Regions from separate parts of the Anas platyrhynchos genome. Here region 1 is linked to region 2. A link is a contact called in public Hi-C data. All regions are on one chromosome and are shown on one strand. Each heading gives the region's core, a stretch centred on a gene start, on an enhancer-like site or on the middle of the called end of the contact. The rest is flanking DNA. Distances are from core to core; before and after follow the strand shown.

What was found. A called contact is a pair of places that touch in the nucleus more often than the background predicts.
Region 1: a Hi-C map of subcutaneous adipose tissue shows a contact between it and region 2, with 4 times the contacts expected there. The contact joins the enhancer-like site here to the promoter of NUAK1 in region 2. A contact is called at or near these places in 5 of 8 Hi-C or Micro-C datasets (F1 follicle, liver, skeletal muscle and 1 more).

Annotation. Positions count from the first base shown.
Region 1 is chr1:57,453,440-57,460,087 of IASCAAS_PekinDuck_T2T, reverse strand. The region is part of intron 5 of C1H12orf75 (chromosome 1 C12orf75 homolog); the gene reads left to right. It overlaps LOC119713296 (a long non-coding RNA gene), which reads right to left. Exons shown (of 2, transcript XR_005260393.2): 1 at 5,467-6,648; 2 at 4,341-4,857. Among named protein-coding and RNA genes, the nearest start is that of C1H12orf75, 29 kb to the left of the region's middle. Within about 2 kb of position 4,722, at least 3 of the 8 cell types and tissues checked have an H3K27ac peak or open chromatin away from gene starts, as enhancers often do. A contact at or near this core is called in subcutaneous adipose tissue, where this site is marked.
Region 2 is chr1:57,214,520-57,220,266 of IASCAAS_PekinDuck_T2T, reverse strand. NUAK1 (NUAK family kinase 1) reads right to left here and starts at 2,139. Exons shown (of 7, transcript XM_027449656.3): 1 at 1,757-2,139. The coding sequence starts at 2,074.

The DNA.
Region 1 (6,648 bases), core at 3,473-5,972, 240 kb before region 2:
ATTAATCACTTCCACAGCTTGTGGTTGTTTATTTTTCACTATAAGGTTTAGTTTTAATATATGGACGCAGATGCTGGTATTAAAATGGCAAGTTGTCTCATTCTGCAAAATATTTAGCAATGACAGTGTAAACAGTACTGCTTGTCACTTTGCCACTGCTTGTAGCAAAGTTATAGTTCATGGACCTTGTTTAAAAATCAAATTATTTTAAAGAACTTTGCTTCTTATGGAGCTTTTAGGTCAAGTCTGAAAGATACTAGAGTCTATAAAAATACTGGCTCTGGGCTACTTCAGATTCTCACGAAAGCCATAAAATATGTCTCGTGGTTTTTCTTTTTGTTTAGTTTTTGCCTTTTTTTTTTTTTCCTATGATGAAATCTGTGCTATTGTCCAGTTTCAAGGTGACTCATTATAGCCCTGTTCTAGCCTCTCTACAGATGCTACTGTGATTCTGCAATAAAAGAGGCAATCAGCCATTTCTGGGTGCTCTGTAAAGTCTTTAAAGCAAGAGAGTTTAAAATAAATGTTTGCATCCTGGTGTGTTTTTATGACCTTCAGTGCACTCTGGGCACTTCTAAACTATAAATAAGATCAAAAGATTCACTCAATCTTGTTCATCCTCTCCCTCAACAAACATTCAAAAAATTAAAAAATACCAAAATTAAGCTTCCTGATACATCCTGATGCATCATGATATGTTAAAAAAAAAAAAAAAAAATCACTTTTTTTTTTTTCCCCACAGGATACATGCTAAAATAGACTAACCTAAGTGGATATGTATCAATATTTTCCATCAAAATTTGGCAAATCTTTGTTTATTCATTGTATCATTGCTTTGGACTAGCTTGTTTTCCAGGAATAAACTTTTTCTTGTAATGCCTACATAAATTAGACAATAAAAATGCCATTTTTTAATCTCTTCCGAGGTAAACATTTATCTTTGAACTACTAAAAGCTGGTTCTTGGTCACCCAAAAGTGGTCTTATAACTGAGGGCATTGGGATTATCAATTGCTCTCTAAAGTTCAGAATAAAAAAGGTCAAACATCCAGCTTGATAAATCTCAAGTTGTTCTGCTTAGTCTTTACTGTAATTTCGTAGAAACTAAAAAGTTTTCATCATGCTGTTATGGGTTAAAATAGTGTATATGGAGGCTGATACCCTTACTGCTTCTCAAAAACAAGCATGGGTACATCAAGAGAGATGAGGTATCTGAAAAGAAACATGGTACCTGCCTTTGTATAGACAGGAACCGCTTGGGAGCATGATGTAAAAATGTAAAGTTTTCCTAACTAGCAAAATAAGGAGCCTGTAAAAACAGCTAATTTAGAGAGTTATTTTCTCTGTCTTTTTTGTTATTGTTTTTGTTATTGTTACTTAAAGCCTAGCTACTTGTGGAAGAGAGCCAAAAGTACACAACTGCTATTTTTCAGCAGGTTCTCTGTTTGACTGGTTGCTTTTGATTTTTATTGTTTATCTGATTTCAGAACTAAAAATAGACATGAGGGACTGGGAATCAGAAACTCCAGTCTTGACTATGCCACAGGCTTGTTAGTCTTGGCGAAATCACTCAGGCCGAAACCTTCAAAAACAGTTTTCAAATTTGAGTGCCCAAGCAGAGAGCCTTTGTTCTGATAACATCTCAGCACTCCTTCCCCAATAAAAGCCATGAGCTTGTAGTGGTGAGCATGTTCCTGAGGCTCTTGCTACCACAAGTTAGGTGGGGTTGCCTGCACACAGCCTGAAGGGGTTCTAGCAAGGGCCTGAGTTCTGTCTCAGCCCTCTCCTTCCTTACTGCCTCCTCTTTTTGTCTGTGACCATGCCCAAGAAATGCAGCCCCAAGGCGTTGTGCATCAGCTGGAGAACAGGAATGTAGTGATGAAAGAAGGTGAAGGAGAGGGATTTTGGAGGTGAGCAGAAAAGCAAGAGCATGCTCCAGTGACGTTGATTAATTGCTGTTTGTTGAAATGCTGTTCCCTGCACTTCTTCAGAGAAAATTACTCTTTTCTAGATGGAGAAAGAATCAGTAGCTTGGCTTCATTATGAATGCTGAGAAACACTGAAAAACATTACTCATGTTAGCAAAACAGATATTTTTTTCCCTCGTTAAAAGCCTCAGAACCTGTGACTGTTTCCAGTAATAGTTTGGAAATATTTTTTTTTTCTTTGAGGAAGAATAAATAATCCCTGATTTCATTCCCTGCCCAAATGCAACTGTAGGAATCCTTTCAAGAATTCCCCCACCAAGTTCATAGCCCAGCTGAGAACAGAGCAGCAGGCCCAGAGAACCATGCAAGCTGACCCACAGCTCTGCATGTTGCAGGCAATGTTTTTTTTTGACTCAGAGTTCATCTCTTAATTTGCCAGAGTTAATACCAACCATGCCCACTTTCTGGGTTGAACAGCTGCCAGTGCACCTGTGCAGAAAGCCCTGGCACCAGCACACTTGCATGTTTTGATGTTTTTTAGCAAAATTCCAAGCTTTGCAAGGACCTGGAGTGAGTTTTTCACACGGTGAGATATGACTGAATAAAAAGCTATTTTGATCTCATTTGAGACTGTCTCTTTTCCCCATAGTGGATGCACTTCCTGGTGACATATGTGTCTGAGCAGATCAATCTCTTCTGACTCTATGGGCAAGTGAGTCAAGTCACTCTACTTGTCACTGCTCCCAAACTGTTCAGACCAGGCTGTGTGGAGGCCCAGCCTGAGAAAACAAACAAACAAACAAACAAAAACAAACAAGCCCAAAACCTCCAGTGTCACAAAAATCCAGATTTAACCTTGTTTTGCCCAAGAAAATGTGTGAATGTTGTGATCAAGCTTTGCTGAGAAAGTAAGGTTTAATCTGGGCAAAAGGCTTGTTCATTCCCCTTTGTGACTGCAAAAAGGATCAATGACAGAGGTAAGTAAGAGGTATTTTGGTGTCCCGTATGTCTGACCATGGATCTGCTAGGTCCTTGTTTTAGCATCAGATGATTTTATTCTTGCATTCACACCCTCTAGCTGATAAACTTGTACTGCTACAAGGGAGCAACCAGCTCTTGCTGGGCTGGGGACTTGAACACAGGGATGTGGCTGGGCTTCCCCAGGGCACAGCAGCAGTTTTCTCTCCAGGGCCTTAACTTCACTATTGCAGGCAGCTGCAGCCTTGGACAGGAAAAGCCGTTCACAGAGATGGCAAAAGTAGAAGAGATCCCAGCATGCTTCCATGCTCTGTGCTTGTTATCAGACTCATCAGACTCCAGCATGTGACCATGGCGTATTAAATGCCAGCTGAGCAGTAGGAATCAAAGCCTTTTCATGAAGTCACCCATGGTGACCAGCCTTGGCAAGGCCATTACTTTCTGGAAAGGTTTCTTTTTTTCCTTTCCTGAGGTACGTTGAAGGGAATGATCTTGTGGTGTTCTCTGAAGACCGAAGACTTGGGGCCAGCAGGTGGCACAAAGTGAACGTCGGAGAGACAAAGGTTGTTATCTCCTCTCCAGAGAAGCCCCAGTAGGAAAGGTATTGTGGTGTGAGGGAAAAGCATCATGTGAGGATGCAGAGAGCACATGGACAGAGAAACACAGCAAAGAAACACGGGAGAGCATCAGGAGGTTCAAAATACATGGCTGAGTTCATGGTCTGTGAGTGAAAATGGGAAAATCATGGGCATACCGTGGCCATCTGAGTTTGTAAAAGGGGACTATAGATTTGCAGTAGGATTTTAGGTACAGGTGCCAGGGAAGGGATGTGGGACAGACATTATGGAAAAAATGAATTCAGCAACAGTCACCTCAGGATATTTGAAACTTCTTCCTTTGACATCTACTATTGCCAGGAAAATCCTGGACTGTTTCTACAGTGGACACATTTCAGGTATATGGAGCAGAGGATTTACAGGCTGATGGCTTGACTGATTAAAGTGGTAGAGCAGCTTTCTGGATGGGCAAAGGGAACCAGACATGGGCAAGTGAAGCTTCATGCTGCAAAAAACCCTCACTTAGAAAGGCATCAGCATGCACCTATGTAGGATTCCCCAGCAGAGAGCAGACTTGCTCCAGCAGTGGTGGGTTCGCTTTCCTGCTGCTGGACACAGCTCCTGCAGATCTCTGGTTCTGCTTGGACAGGGGGCAATGGGGTTGCTCACAGAGGAAAAGTGATCATATAGAGCCTCGATCTTCTCCTTGCAGCTAAGGAATGGTAAAATTCAGGAGAAAAAAAAAAATAAAAAAAAAAAAAAAAAATGAGAGAGAGTATTTAATGTGATAAAAAATCTGTAGTTAAAATGGAAAACTTTGAGTCTGTGTGCAAGGGAGGTGAAATGTAAAATTAACAAAGTTAACTGATTTGTGAAGGTCATATATATATATATGTATATTTATTCAAGGCTCACCCATAACATGAGAAAATTAGAATTCATTACAACATACACTTTTCATCATAAGATTTAAAACTACTAGTTCTGCAAGCAGTGCAGTGTACTAATTTCAACGTCTAATATGAGGCACTTAGGCCTGACCATCAGAGGTGCAGGTCACCTGCAAGTGTAATTGAGCTCAGCTGAGGTCTGGGCCATTGAAATCAACACGATCTGTTGCTTCTAATTAAGGCCCTGAACGGAGGTATCTTAACAAAAAGGAGTGTTACTTAAAAGTCTGGCTAACAAAAGTATTTGAGACCATGTGGTTAGTTGGGGATGAGTCTGAGCTGGACCTGATTGTAGCCAGCTGCTGATCCCACATGCTGTGAACTGGCAAAGTTACTATTCCCAAGGGGACGGTGAAGTATGTTCAGTGTACAGTCAATGTTTCCTTTACAGTCCACGTTTCCCTCTCCTCCAGGGGTTGAAATGTCAGGGAGAGATGCCATTTTTCTGCAGAGAGAAAAGCAAGAGCTGTCTCCTAGTGCAGGATGGGTCCCTTTGAAGCAGCCCCTCTACTTCAGAGGGTGGTCAGCCTGGAGGGCTGTGAAACTGCATTACTGTTGCATAGCCCATTGCTCAGACCTGTACCAGGGCCCAGTTATACACCACAGTCACTAGCAATAACAAAAAAAGAAGCAAAAAAGACATGAGGGATACCCTGAAGGCCCTAGTGGGCCTTAACAGCCCTGACTGGTTTAATCTGAAACCTCACCCACTCCATGGGCCTATTTCAGCATGCCCCAGGTTTGTGGCTTGTCCTTGAGCTGGGTTGTTGGTGGGTTTGCCTCTAGCCCTGTCTCTAGGCTACAGGATGGACCTTCTCAGTGCTGTACTGTGGCCCTGGCATGTCTGGTCCGGGTTGGCTCCTGGTACTGGCTTGTCCCTTGCTGTGCTATCAAAGCAGCCCATTACCTGCCTTGGTCTCCATACCCAGCCCTGTGAGGCTGCAACCCTTGATGAGTGCCCACCTGTGTAGGGCAGTCCTTGACACCTGGCTTGTGCCCTGTCCTGTGTAGCAGCCCTGCATATCTCACTGGTGGGGTGCTGTTTTTTTCCTACCTTTGTCCAGTTGATGTTTGCATGGTGTCTCCCCTTTAGCTTGTGGGGCCTTCTGTGCTGACATTTCCCTGGCTTTTTCAGCTCTGAAATCTCTGCACTAATTATACTTGCTGAAATATGAGCCTTCTGACGATGGGAAAGGGATAAAAATAAGGCCGTTGTCCTTCTGTTGTGCGTGGATCCAAGCACTATTTAGAAATGAGTCCTATTCCAAAGTGCTGCCTTCCTTTTTTGGGGGGCTTTGCAGTCATAGGATACAACAAGTGATGAGTCGGGCTATAGTGTTTTGGATGGGAACTACCATTTTCATTGTTCTGTCTCACCTTATAGTAACACTTTATTAGGAAACATACTGGCATGTCAGAACAAGCGGGTTCAATTAGCAGGACAGCAGCAAGGTAGCAGAGCACCCAGAAAACTTGTGACCATTGTGTCTGTGCTGCAGACCCATTTTTGCCTGCTGGAAGATTAAAAGGTTACAAACTCATTGTAAAGCATCATGTGCTTTGTGCTATTTACATGTCTCCATAATTAACTAACACATGTTGCTGGTTCATTTCTCGTGGGCAGGTACTTAAGGCTCATTCTTCATTTGGGCTAGATTTGAAGTGGCATCTTGAAGCAGGAAAATGACAGCCATGATTCCTTGACCCACTCAGCTCTCCTTGGTATCTGAAGGGTTGTTCCTCCTTCAAATGCTTCCCATCACCTCTGACATCTAATCTCTTAAAGAAGCCAGGCTATTTCAGTCAGTTTTCAGTATGTATTTAGTGGTATTAGGAAAAATAAATATGCCAGCAGGAGAATTCCACACTCTGAAACAGAAAAAGAATGAACATAAATACTTGGGGTGATACTTCCACAGCAATAGCAAAGAATTCCAGAAAATGATTCTTTCTGCATCAGCACAGATTAAACCTTTCATTTGTCTTGGTCTATTTTAAAACTATCAAAGGGAATGGATGACCAGGCTTATGGAGCTTCAGCGCATGCATTTCAGTGCATGAAGAGCTGTGTCACTGCAAAGCCTTCCCGACCACTTCAGTTACATTTCAGAATCCTGCACTGCCAGTCACAGGTTTTATTCTGGTTGCTCTTAGGAGTGACTTATGCATGCAAAGTGCTACACATCCTAGGGCACTTTAAAGAACTGCAGTTATTCACATCATTCCATCACTTTTC
Region 2 (5,747 bases), core at 890-3,389:
CTCATCCTCCGAGAGCCACCAGTGCTCAGCGCAACAGCCAGACAGGAAAACCGTCAGAAAGCAAGAAGCGTTTTCTGCTCCCTTAGGTCTGGCTGGATTCCCAACAACTAGCTTTTATTCTGTAAACAGACAAAATGTGGATATTTTACATACACTCGCAGATGTTAAAGTTCAAACAGACACGTTGCGCCACAACTTGCCTGTAGACTAGTTAATAATTATGAAGTGCCACACGCCAAGGGTTATATTACTGTAGTATAAAACTAACACCCCTGCGAGGATTTGTTTAGCTTCTACATACCAGCTGATAGAGCAAGTGTAACGTTTTTATGGCATCTAAGATCACAGCGGTATTTTGATTTCCACTCTCTCCATTTCGAGATGGCATTAGCCATATAAATTCAGTTCAGACCATATCACTGAAGTACCTTTAGCTATAGAGCTGAAGAGCTTGAGAATAGCAAAGGACAAGAAGACCACAGGTGCGCTGTTACTTAGACACGCATCCATGCTACATCCTTTCCTCAGCAAGGACCCTTCACAAAACCAAATCCCATTTACAATACAGTCAATATTTTTTAATTGATCGAGCCTTTTAAAATGATTTTTGGATGTATTCTCTTATTTACTGTATCACGTAATGAAACTCATAAATTATCTGCTTACAGAATAATAGTAAATAATATAGCCCTGGAGCTTTTGTTAGCCTGACGCTGTAAAACAGCCAAGGCAGCAAACTTTAAAAATCATATACTTGGAGTGAGCATGTGCAGAGATGTCCATCTCTGGTTTCTCTTTAGCCAGCCTCCAAATGAGCTAATAAACTGAAAGCATACATGATATGACTCCACAGCTTGGCTGAAACCTCATTTTCACTGTCGACACAAAGATATTTGGTTGCAAAGTAAATGTCTCTTATTAAAGCCGCTGCATCTGCAATTCCTTTTGCTGTTTTACAGTTGCCTCTGCCTCTCGGTGCGTGTTGAGCTCCCAGACAAGCGAAACAGAGAGACAAATGAGACAAAACCTGTAATGTCACTAGGGAAATGCCTCGGTTTTAGATGAAGTCTAGTGAAAACTCAATTAGTCTCCTTCATATGAAAAGCCATGCGAGGACCTCTTTGGAGAAGCGTCTATTTCTCTGGGCAGCCCTTAACACGACGCCTGCCTCCCATTCGCTTGTCCTCCGAGGGCGCTTACTTACATGTTTCAGCGGAGGGAAAATGCCAATAACCCTGGCTAACGTGTGCGTTTCTTCAATCGCATTTTCGTGCTAGGAAACGCTGCAGCTGAGTTACTGCAGGACAGCTTCAAGCCTCGAGCCAGCCGGCACAACCCAGCAGTGAGACGGGTCGTAAAAACCAACGGGGCTGGGGTTGCAGTCCCCGTGGTGGTTTTTTTAGGTGTCAGCAAAGTTTGGGTCACTACAGCAGGACTGCATGAGGGCGGCTCTGGCCGATGCTTGCCATCCTGACAGGACTGTGAGCTGCTCCGGCCAGCCGGGAGCGTGACAGGTTTCGCGGATTTCCACTTGGGAAAGGAATCACCGTGCACGGGAGGGACGCGTGTAAGAGCCAAACACGAGCAGCAAGCCACCCTGATTTTTTTTTTCCAATAACAACACATCAATTTAAATGCCCTGATGCCTTACTCCAGCACCACCCCGGCACCCAAAATGCGGCAGCTTCTGCCCCGCGGGCGAAGCCCCGTCCCCACGGGGACCCCCAAAAAACACCCCCCCGTCCCCCTTCCTTACCACTCTGCCCGAAAACCGCTCGATGGCCCGCTTGACTTTGCCGTAGGTGCCTTTGCCCAAGGTCTCCTGCAGCTCGTAGCGATGCTTCAGGTTGTGCTTGTGGTGATGCCGCTTCACCCCCTGCTGCTTCCTCGGCCCCGGCGACGGAGCCGGAGCCTCCCCCACCAGCGGCTCCTCCATGGCCGCTGCAGCCCCAGCCCCAGCCCCAGCCCCAGCCGCAGCCGCAGCCTCGCCCCCTCCGGGCCCGGAGCCGCAGGAGGAGCAGCGGGGCTGTGCGGGGCTGCTGCTGCCGGGGGCGGCCGCCTCGGCACCCTCCATGCCCGGCGGCGGCGGGCGCGGCTCTGAGCGCCCCGCCGGCCCCGCAGCCTCTGCCTCAGCCCCGCGCCGGCACCATGGGGCGCGGCGGGGCGGGCCGGGAGGCGGGGGCGCCCCGAGCTCCCCTCCCCTTTCCCTGCCGGCCCCGGGGGCGGCCCCTCCGCCCCGGCTCGGCTCGGCGTAGCCCGGCTCGCTTCAGCCCCATCGCCCCCAGAGCTCCTCGGCGAGGCCTCGGCCCGCAGGGCGAAGCCCCCAGGAGGGGGGCAGCGGCCCCGCTGTGGGGCGCGGGCACCTGCGGCAGGGTGCCCGGGGGAAGCTGGACCCAATTTAGGTCTGGAAAGTGTGATTTGATGGTTCTCTTTTTCTTTTTTTTTATTTTTTTTTCCAGGACTTTTAGTTTTCCCCGGTAGCCCAACGGGCGAGGGCTTCCTGTAGGGTTTCCATTTCCATGTCATGGAGCTCGCCGACAAAACACGGGCACACCCAGCCCCTGCCTGGCTTTGGCAGGGACGGGCGCTGCCAGCCCGCTCCCAAAGCTGTTCTCCTGCAAAAAACCTGCCTGGGTCCAAGCCCCGCTCTGCTTCACGTCCAGGCAGCGCAGTGCCAAGGGTGAGAGCTGGCGGGGCCCTCACCTCTGCTTTTGGGAACCTTGAAATGCAAATAAAAGTGTCATTTTTACACTTTTTGTAAATTTGGAGTAAGCCGGTGGTTTCTTCTGCAAAGAGTCCTTGAAAACTTAAACCAACGCAGGCGTATAAAGCGGTGCCAAGGTTGGGATGAGTCAGATGTTTCCTTCAGAACAGCAGCCCTCAAGCCCGCGGCCGTGAAGGTGGATGGCCTCTGTTGGAGGAGTGGGGAATTTGTGTACAGTGTGATCATTTTGGTGTTTTCCAGTGTGTCCCGTTTGCTGGGCGGACTCAAAGGCCTTGACATGAGCCCCCTGGTCCTGTCTCCTCCCCTCTGGCTGTCCTTTAGGTGCAGGTTACATCAGGGGTTGAGCCATAAAGCTAACATGGAGACCCTATGAAATCCCAGGCTAGGCCTCGTGGTTGCACTGATGTTGAGGCATAACATTTAGGTTTGTCAGAGGAAACTAACCAAGGAGTGTCAAGGTGATGGGATGATATCCAGACACTGGCTTTGGTGAGGACTTGCTGGGCTCCTCTAGCTCACTGGGCTGGTGATGACCAGGAACGTACTTTCCTGAGGCCGCATGCAGCCTTAGCCCTTATGACTTGATAACTTGAAAACACAAGTTTCTTGGTAATTGCTGTCTCTGCACCTACATTTTATGATCAGCAGATGAGCCTGACTGGCTCAAGGCAAGTCTGCCTGCTGCAATATCCTGTTCCTGACAGGAGTCAGCACCACGCTGCACATTTTGAGGAAGGAAGAAAGAATCCTGTAGTGGCCAGAGGGAAGTAATGCCTCCCACACTAGGTTTCTTGATTGTTGAGAGCCAGATATTGGCTTAAGCCCTGGAGCTTGAAATGTAGCATCTCACAGACTGCATCACCTACTGGCTAGCGAAGCAGAAAGGGGAAGGGAAGCCTCATTCTCTGTTACTGTACAAAAAGAGAGAGCTGTGTCCTCCTGTAGTCTCTCCCTTTGCTTTAGTAGTGGAAAGGATGACACGTCTGTGGCCTTCTCTTTGTTAGAAATAAAACTACATCAGTAGCTTTCATATTTTTCATTTTATTTTAGTGCTCTGAAGTGCTACTGCATTCTTGCCAGCTGGCACAGGATAGAGCAGTGCCTGAGAGAGAAGGAGGTCTGCTCCTGCACCGGCTGCCTTCTGCACCCCCAGTCTGAAACCCACTTACATAGCACTTCTTGAACCGGGGGATTGCCCCACGAAACCTCTGCATGAAGGAACAGAGGGCAGCACTGCTGCAAGGAGGGGTTGGCAGGGGAATGGGCGAGGGATGGAGCAGCACCAAGAAGTAGGAGGGAGCTAGGAGGGCTGGCAACAGAATGGTGCCCTTGTCTGCTGGCAGAAGTGAAGAATTGTCCTGGCACGTGTTCACCTCAACCCAACTTCACTTAAACAGGTTAAATTTGACTTGATCTCACTGAGTGCTAAGGCTGCAGCAGTCTGTCCAGATGACTGTAACAAACGCCTGGTGGTTTTGCACGCCCAGTGCAAGCCCTGCTCCCAGCCTAGCTCGGAGCAGGCCACATCCTGCACCAGGACCTGAGCCAGCTGACTGCGCCCTGGCTCCATGAGCAGCTCAGGAACGGCTCCATCCACCCAGAGGCAGCAGGGGACAGTCTCCAGCTAGGTTTGTCTCTCGCTGCCTGGAAGCTCTCTTGGGCTGAACATGGTAGAGCCTGCACCCAGGTCCCTTACAGCTCTCGAACAGCTGAAAAGCAATCCCATTGACGAAAACAGGTTTCATTATGCTATGCTCACAAGCGTTGTTAATATTCCCGAGAGTATTCTCTTTTAACTGCTTGGAAGCGTACACCACCAGTTCCGTAAGGAAATATGTCATGAATCATTGCTATATATTGCGATTGGACAGATACAAGGCATAATGAAATACCAGAAGCTCCAAAATGAAAAATACCAATTTTATAATGGAATAAGCACAGGTACTATGCAGCATTAGAAATAATACTGTTCCTTTCAAATTTCCACGCTCTTAAATGTGAAGCCAGAGGGCATTAAGCAAATTAAATGTATGAATAAAAACTGGGCATAAGAAGCTTTCTGTGCTCATATGCAAGAGCAATGGGAATGGAAAATAATGACAAATAGAGAAAGCGTATCACTAATATGTGGAAATATTTCATTTTCAGCATATTGTCAGCTTTGCAATCAGCATTATACTTGTCGTTACGGGAATAAGAATCACTAGAGCAAATATTTAACCAGTGTCCTTCACAACATGTATAAGAATGCCAAGAAGTAAAAATCAGAGAAGATAAGCAAGGCAATGTCAGACTGGATGTAGAAAATCTTAAATAATGGCTTTTTTAGGTAATTTGTATCATTCTAGTTGTTCATGTCACTGTAAAAAATGCAGTGTTTCATTGTTTCTGAAATAAACATTTGGTGAGAATTTCAGCTCTCCGAGTTTGCAGACACCACTAGGGAATTCTTCATTTCTGACATTGTTATTTTATGTAAATGCTTTTCCTTATTCACAAGAAGGAATTGTCCTCCCATTGAAACCAGTAGGCTTCTGCTAACCAGCCTCAAAGGAATAGGATTAGGCTTTAATTTGCAAAACAATATTGGAGGATATGTTGTACCAAATCTAAACTATGCAGATAACCGTAATAATAACAATAAAGCCATCGATTTCGGTAGGCTTATCTCCCTTAAGTCGGTGTGAGTAGGAGAAAGATTGCAACATGTCAGCAATATAAATTTATCATAAAACTCAGTACATTTTTAGGATTATTTTTTGCCACGAACTTTCAAAACCACAATTTATTTTGTAGCTGACATAGAGACACTCGGGATAAAAGGCACCGGCTTAATGACTTTCAGTTAAATCTTGAAGTCTCCTCAAAATGTTTAACGCCTAGAATGAAATGTCAGATTCACAGAGCCTTCCATGTATTTAGCTGAAAAGAAAAAAAAATAACCATGAGATTTCAAAGATGCTTGCTACAAATACTTACTTTATGAACTGAGGTCAGGTACTTGCTGTGCAACAATGATGCC